2 separate regions of the Oryza sativa genome follow, and region 2 is linked to region 1. The links are chromatin contacts, called in public HiCAR-type maps. All regions are on one chromosome and are shown on one strand. Each heading gives the region's core, a stretch centred on a gene start, on an enhancer-like site or on the middle of the called end of the contact. The rest is flanking DNA. Distances are from core to core; before and after follow the strand shown. Region 1 holds the start of LOC4343161 (ultraviolet-B receptor UVR8). Region 2 holds the start of LOC4343164 (acetylornithine aminotransferase, mitochondrial).

Evidence for each region. HiCAR-type assays count read pairs that join an accessible place to other places.
Region 2: a HiCAR-type map of leaf shows a contact between it and region 1, with 2.5 times the contacts expected there. The contact joins the promoter of LOC4343164 here to the promoter of LOC4343161 in region 1. A contact is called at or near these places in 1 of 15 Hi-C or Micro-C datasets (leaf mesophyll) and 1 of 4 datasets of contacts at active chromatin or transcription factors (leaf).

The regions. Positions count from the first base shown.
Region 1 is chr7:16,192,880-16,196,426 of ASM3414082v1, forward strand. It overlaps LOC4343161 (ultraviolet-B receptor UVR8), which reads left to right and starts at 1,291. Exons shown (of 6, transcript XM_015792121.3): 1 at 1,291-2,042; 2 at 2,972-3,181; 3 at 3,266-3,376. The coding sequence starts at 1,728.
Region 2 is chr7:16,374,323-16,377,870 of ASM3414082v1, forward strand. It overlaps LOC4343164 (acetylornithine aminotransferase, mitochondrial), which reads right to left and starts at 1,514. Exons shown (of 3, transcript XM_015792513.3): 1 at 1,020-1,514; 2 at 497-913; 3 at 1-135. The coding sequence starts at 1,475.

The DNA.
Region 1 (3,547 bases), core at 41-2,540:
TCGCCTCCGCCTTTGTCTTCCTCTCGTGCCGCCGTCGCCCGCATCTCTTCCTCACTCTTGTAAGTATAATGGTGATAGAAATATTATGAGCAGCGAAGACTTGGACATAAAAGAAATTCTCTCATAATTTATTGGTGGTAGCATCAAGAATGGACCATGGTATGATTCTCGAGGGGTATCACCTATCACGAAAGAATTGTCACTTCGCTAGTGTTTGAAAAGAATGAACATGTGATAGTTGGTTTTCGGTGGAGTGTGCAATAAAAGGTTATGTCACTAAAGGATGTGCTCCAAGTATAAACATAAAAACATCGAGACATGATGCCACGAGAATCACTACACAGTAAGGAAAGCACGGGGTGGTGATAGAGTCATTAGTGAGTGCATGACTTTACCCATTAGGGTTCAAATCTTGCTACCCATAAATATTACGCGTACGTAAGTAAATATCAATAGGATTTAGTGTGATCATAAATATACAGCCAGTTTTTATCTCTCTGAGCGTGTGTGAAGAGACGCACTCGTGGAAGTGTGAGCGTGGTGTTGCATGCGCAGTGGTGTGTATCATGTTTCACGTATAATGGTGTGTCCGCCGTGTAACGGAAATAATGTAATAAGAAAAGAAAGAATCACAGCACAATAAAAGTCTCGAGCTGTAACCACACTATGTTGACAAGGGATTGGACAAAAACTCCTGTGACCGAACACCACCCGGGCTGGGGACGAAAAAATAATGTGATTAGATGGGAGCGAACAAAATCAACGAGCCGTTGGTGCTTTTGCTCCGCTAATAATGCAAAATTGCAATTTGCAACCCCACCATGCCATTTGCATTGCCCCTCGCCTGTCGCTGCCTGCGCCTTGTCCAGCCGTGGCGCCGAGTTGCCGAGGAAACCGATCGCCTGGCCGTGCCACCGTGCCGGGTCCCCATCGCCAACTCGCGCCCAATCCCGGCTTGACACGTCACCCCTGTAGGCGATAGTGCCCGCCACGTCCTCTTCCTCTCCTCCTCCCCCCGGGATCTCGAACCTTCTTTCCCCCGCGCGCACCCTCCAACCCCACTGACCCCCCGGCCCCACCCTCCACTGTCCCCACCTCGTCAGTCACCGCGAGGCCACGTGCCACCACCGGGTGAGTGTGACTTCTGACAGGTGAGGCCACCTGCCGCTGGGCCCACTGGTCAGTGGGTGACGGCGCCAGCTACTAGTGGAGGAGCCTCTGGATCCAAGCATTTTTTTTTATTTCCGGAGCCCCTCTTTAGTCTTTACTTGCGTGAAGAAAATTTCTCCTGCTCCTCCTCTTCTTTTTTATTTTTTATTTTTATTTTTCGTCCTCCTTTCGGTTCGTGCTCGTGTTCGTGCGTTGATGCGCTTGCGCGAGAGCGTATAAATCCTCGCGGATTTTCGGATTTGGAGGGATTCTTCTCCGCTTCCCCCGCCCTCAAATCGCACCCCGGATTTACTCCCCCAATTCCTCGCTCTGCTCTGCTGCTGGATTAGTGTTTCTTGGCGGGATTTGGTGAGCGATTGATTCGATTCGATTGGATTCGATTCGATTTGATCCGCCGGAGGGGAGGGGGGGAGCTCGCCGCGGAGTTCGTCGCCATTTCGATCCGTACGGCGGCGTCGGGGTCGGCGTCGTCCTTGGATGATTCCGATCGATCCAGGGGCAAGGCCGCCAAGATTTCGTCGGGCGGAGGCGGGGATCGCGGCGGGAGGGGTGGATCCATGGCGACGGGGGAGAAGGCGCCGCGGGCTTTCTCGATGGAGGAGCTCCCCGGCCACCTCATCGGGGAGGTCCTGACCTCCGGCCGCCTCGCCGCCGGGGACCTCGCGCGGCTCGAGGCCACGTGCCGCGCGCTCCGCCCGCTCGCCGAGCACGCCGCCTCCAGGCTCTGCGCCGCGCGGGCGGCGTTCGCGGCCATGGGCCCCGCCGCGCGCGGGGAGCTCCTGGAGCGGTGCGGCGGCAGCTGGAAGAAGGTGCTCAGGTTCCTGCAGTCCGTCGAGCAGTCCTCCGGCACCGTCCACACCTCCTCCGGCAACGTGAGGATTTCTTTGCTTCGCATCTGAATTCTGAGATACTAGTAAATGCAACCTTAGTTTGACTTTGTGTGGTGTAGGATAGCCTGGTAGAGATGATTGTGCTTGCCTCACACCTTTGCCCGTTTTAGGGATCCATGTTTGATCATGCATGCATGACTTTGTGAATTCGGAAACTTCGTGATAGGAATCGGATATCCACATTTGGATTACACTAGGGACAATGAAACATCTTAACACCAAGTTAAGGCATGCGTTTGTAGTCTATTGTGAGCTTTTTCTTTTTTTTTTTGCTTGTTATAGAATTAAGAGAGGTTGACCAGCTCATTCCTGATGAACAAAATTACTAACAATTCTATGATTTATTGATTTGTAAGTTGGCATGCTTCTGAATGAGGAGGATATGTGGACATTGGAAATGATTTATAATAAACATATGGTACCTTGTGTTTTTTCATTTTCTTTTAGATACGACACACTTGGCTGAATGGGAATATGTTGCTGATGCCTCAGTTGCTTTGAATCCATCATATCTTAGTTGTTTTTCTTACACTGATTGAATTTCAAGTCAGACATTTTAAAAATATATGGCGCATAATTATTTGGCGTGCCTACTGCATCAGATTGTTCTGGAGGGTGCCTAATTTACTTTTATTCTAGATTTTTTTTCTTTTATTAACATCCTAGCTCATCTGCTCTACCAGTTTGAGAGTATGCTCTATGTTGGACATGTTACTTATTGCCATTCTGCTATGCTTGCCAATATGAAGACCAAATGATCAACAAAAGTTGCATTGTTGCACTTGGGAATAGTTTCCCTCATGAACAATTCTATCTTTAGTATGAAACTGGAAAGTTAGATTTTCTTTTTAATGTTAGAAGACATTTCCAACCTGGTTTCTTATATATGTGAACATGCTGTATGTTTCCAGATGCAAGTAGCGACAGGAAGATATCACACACTTTTGGTCCATGACTCTTCTGTCTATTCTTGTGGATCCAGTTTGTGTGGGGTGCTAGGTCATGGCCCAGATACAACCCAGTGTGCGGCATTCAGCAGGGTTCCCTTCCCATCACTTTCTCGTGTTGTCAACATCTCTGCCTCTCACAACCATGCAGCTTTTGTCACAGAGTTAGGGGAGGTAATTGATGCTCATCTTAAACACTGTATATTGTCAATTGTAATATTTCTAATACTTTGAACGCTGTGAATTTTGTTCAAATAGGTCTTCACTTGTGGAGATAATTCATCATTATGCTGTGGTCACGGTGAGGTGGGGCGAACTATATTTCGACCAACCGAAATAAAGGCCCTAAAAGGAATTTCTTGCAAACAGGTGGACCCAATCATCTTTATTATCCTTTTATGTTCCATATCTCCTACAATGGAATAAATGCCTCTTTCAATTATTATATTTCATTTTGTAAAAACAGAACAATGCTCTAGTTATTTGATGCAACAGGAACGATGTTTTAGTTTTGTGGTCAAATTTATTTATTTGTTGATA
Region 2 (3,548 bases), core at 264-2,763, 180 kb after region 1:
AACCTTCTCGGTGACCAAGACTACACCGATGGGGAGACCACCCGCCAATGGCTTTGCCAAGGTCATAATGTCAGGTACTACTCCATAGGCTTCATACGCCCAGAGGTAACCAGTGCGTCCCAGACCACATTGCACCTGTGTTTAGTAACCATGTAACAGGAGTGTTAGATTAGATCAGCGCCCCCTTTCTGAATGCAACAGAGACATAGAATTTCAGAACTGTTCATTGATGATCGGCAGCTTTGGACATTTGCACTGATTTGAATAAGTATGAAAATGAAGGTTCCTATGGAGTGTGATCTCTGGTCTAAACTAAATGCATGTAAACAACTTTTACTTTGTACAATTCCCTCTGTTTTAATACAAATTGTGTAGTGGTTACCAATAGTTTTATATATATTTGGATTCAACTTGTGAGATTAGCATTGATTACTCAATCAACACCAACCCACAACATACTAAACATAAGGAGTAATAGAAGAAATATGTTTCATACCTCATCAAAAACCAAGAGAGCTCCAGCCTCATCGCAAGCATCCCGCAGCCCCTGCAAGAACTCCTTGGTGGCACTATGGATCCCACCCTCGCCCTGCATGGGCTCGACGAACACGGCAGCAATTTTGCCGGACTGAATCACCTTCTTGGCCTCCTCTAGGTTCCCGTACTCGGCGAACGTCGCGCCGGGCATCACCGGCGCGAACGGCTCCCGGTACTGCACCTTGCTGGTGAGCGCGAGCGACCCCATTGTCCTGCCATGGAAGCAGTTGGTGAACGACATGAACTCGGTGGGCGCGTCCCCGTCGGGGCGCGCCACCCTCTGGTACTTCCTGGCGAACTTGATGGCGGCCTCGTTGGCCTCCGTGCCGGTGTTGGCGAAGAAGACGCGGTCCGCGAAGGAGGCCTCCACGAGGCGCTTGGCGAGCGCCACATGCACGCGGAAAAAGAAATGATCACGGTGAGCTTGGCGTGACGAGAGGGTTGGGCAATGCGTCGAACACGTGGTGAGCGGTGGGCGTGACGCGTTCGAGACTGGCCTGGGGGACGGTGTACTGGACGTTGCTGGCGTGGACGAGGGTGGCGGCCTGGGCGGAGACGGCGGCGACCCAGTCGGGGTCGGCGTGGCCGAGCGCGTTGACGGCGATGCCGGCGGCCATGTCGAGGTACTCGCGCCCGTCGGCGTCGTACAGCTTGCAGCCGCGGCCGGCGACGAGGACGACGCGGGAGCGGTTGTACGTCCCGACGATGTACCTCGCCTCGTCCTCCACCACGGCGCGGCTCGCGGCGGACAGCTCGCGGCGCGCGGCCGCGGCGGGGGCGAGGGGCGCGGAGGTCGGGGGCGGCGGCGTGGGCGTGGGCGTGGCGAGGCACGCGGTGACGCGCGACGGACGGAGGCGCGCGCCGCCGAGGCCGAGGCCGCCAAGGGCGGCGGCGGTGGCGGGCGGGTTGAGGGCGAGGAAGGATTGGAGCGAGTTCATGGCGGGCGAGGAGAGGAGGGTTTGGGTGGAATCGGGCTTGGATGATTTGGGAATTGGAGGGATTAAATACGGGATTGGAATTGGGGGTTAGGTGTCGAATCGGCTGCCTGCTCTGCTCCTCGTGATTGTTTGTGTGGAGGCGGCTATCGCCTATCACGCTTTGGATCAAACAAAAGGTGTTAAGAGGTGTTTTTTTTTTCGTTGTTATACCACCACTGTACGTGTAACACCAAACTTACATACTTACAAATGTATTTTCTAACACATGTTAAAAGAGATGAAAAAAATGATGTAATATTCGTGAAATTTAGTTTTTAAATCTTGGTGGCATGCACCCACGTTTCCAGCACCACATCAGCGGCGTCTTTTCTGTGTCCTTTGTTTCAATAAGCTGATAGTTTTGCTGGCAACGTTTTAATTAGTGAGAATAAATATGATGGCTAAAATTTAATACTCCCTCCGTTCCAGGTTATAAGACGTTTTGACTTTGGTCAAAGTCAAACTGCTTTAAGTTTGACCAAGTTTATAGAAAAAAAGTAGCAACATTTTCAACTCAAGATAAATTTATTATGAAAATATATTCAATTATTGATTTGATGAAAGTAACTTAATATTATAAATATTACTATATTTGTCTATAAACTTAGTCAAACTTGAAATAGTTTGACTTTGACAAAAGTAAAAAATGTCTTATAACCTGAAATGGATGGAGGGAGTATTAAATTAGAGTGAATATCTCTCTATATATAGCGGTAGTTTGAGTTTCTTTTATACGTCTAATGTTGTATAATTATATCATTTCAAGAGTTATTAATAAAAGATTAAGAACTTATAGTCAGAATTTATCAAATACCAAACAGTGACAGTATCATTTTTTTTGAGCAGTTGTCTTTTTCTCGAGGAACCAATACTTTCTACCAGATTGATGTGTAGGATTTTGATGATATGGATAAGGCTGAAATATGGGGCATCATAGGCCTATCATGTGACTTCAACTAGGATAGAGTTCAACGACTTTACTGTTGTGTCTAAGGGTGTAAGTGGGTCAGCCGTGAATCTATTTATAGGTCAAGATAAACGGACTCGTGGTTTATTTTAGTCGATAAGTGAGTTTCGCGGGTTTGTCACTTACACTTCTAATTGTGTCACGTAGATAAATTGTTGATAGTGGCGAAACAAAAAACACAAACTTTATTTGATGGAGAGGATCCACGATACTTATCTTTTTAAATCTTACAAAAACTACAACAAATGTAGTGTAGTTTTAGGGGCTTAGGGGAGGCGATCGAGACCCCTGCTCACCCCCTCCCTATCTTCTCCACGGATAGTTGATGTATCACTTGAGTTAATATGAAGAGAATACATGCGAAATATGCAAAGATTTAACTCGGATGCTACAGATAAGACATAAGACATGATATAAGAGAGTTACTACCTCCATCCCAAAATAATAACATTTGACCGTCCGTCTTATTTGAAAAGTTTATAAAAAAATAAAAAAAATAGTGACACATAAAATATTTTTTTTCATGTTTTATCATCTACTAATAACAATAAAAATACTAATCATAAAAAAATTTCAAATAAAACAAACGGTCAAACGTTGGACATAAATAATATAAAATTACATTTATTTTAGTAAAATTATATTTATTTTAGGACGAAAGGAATAGCAGTTAGTGTTGCCGTGTGCACTCTAGTTTTTAAGATGCCGTGGATGATATAGACACTACTGATAGTATGTTTCGATGGAGAAATTATTATATGCTTTTCATTATCCTTTTTGTCTTTTTTTTTGCGGGGATTATCCTTTTTGTCTTTAATGTCTAGCTAGTAGCATTGGTATCTTTCTTTACACGCACTTATTTTTTTGGAAGCGTATTTATTTCCAGTAAAACACTATGATAAGATTAAGCACATCTTGGCCCGTTTCTTTACAACACATATGTTCCTCTTGCTTATGGGTCCCACATGTAAGTGAGAGGGAGTAGGTGCGAGTAAGGGAAATGTTCCAAACCAAGGTTGGTGGTTGGTGGTGGGTGGTGGCGTGCGTGCTTTCAGGACAGGAAGACG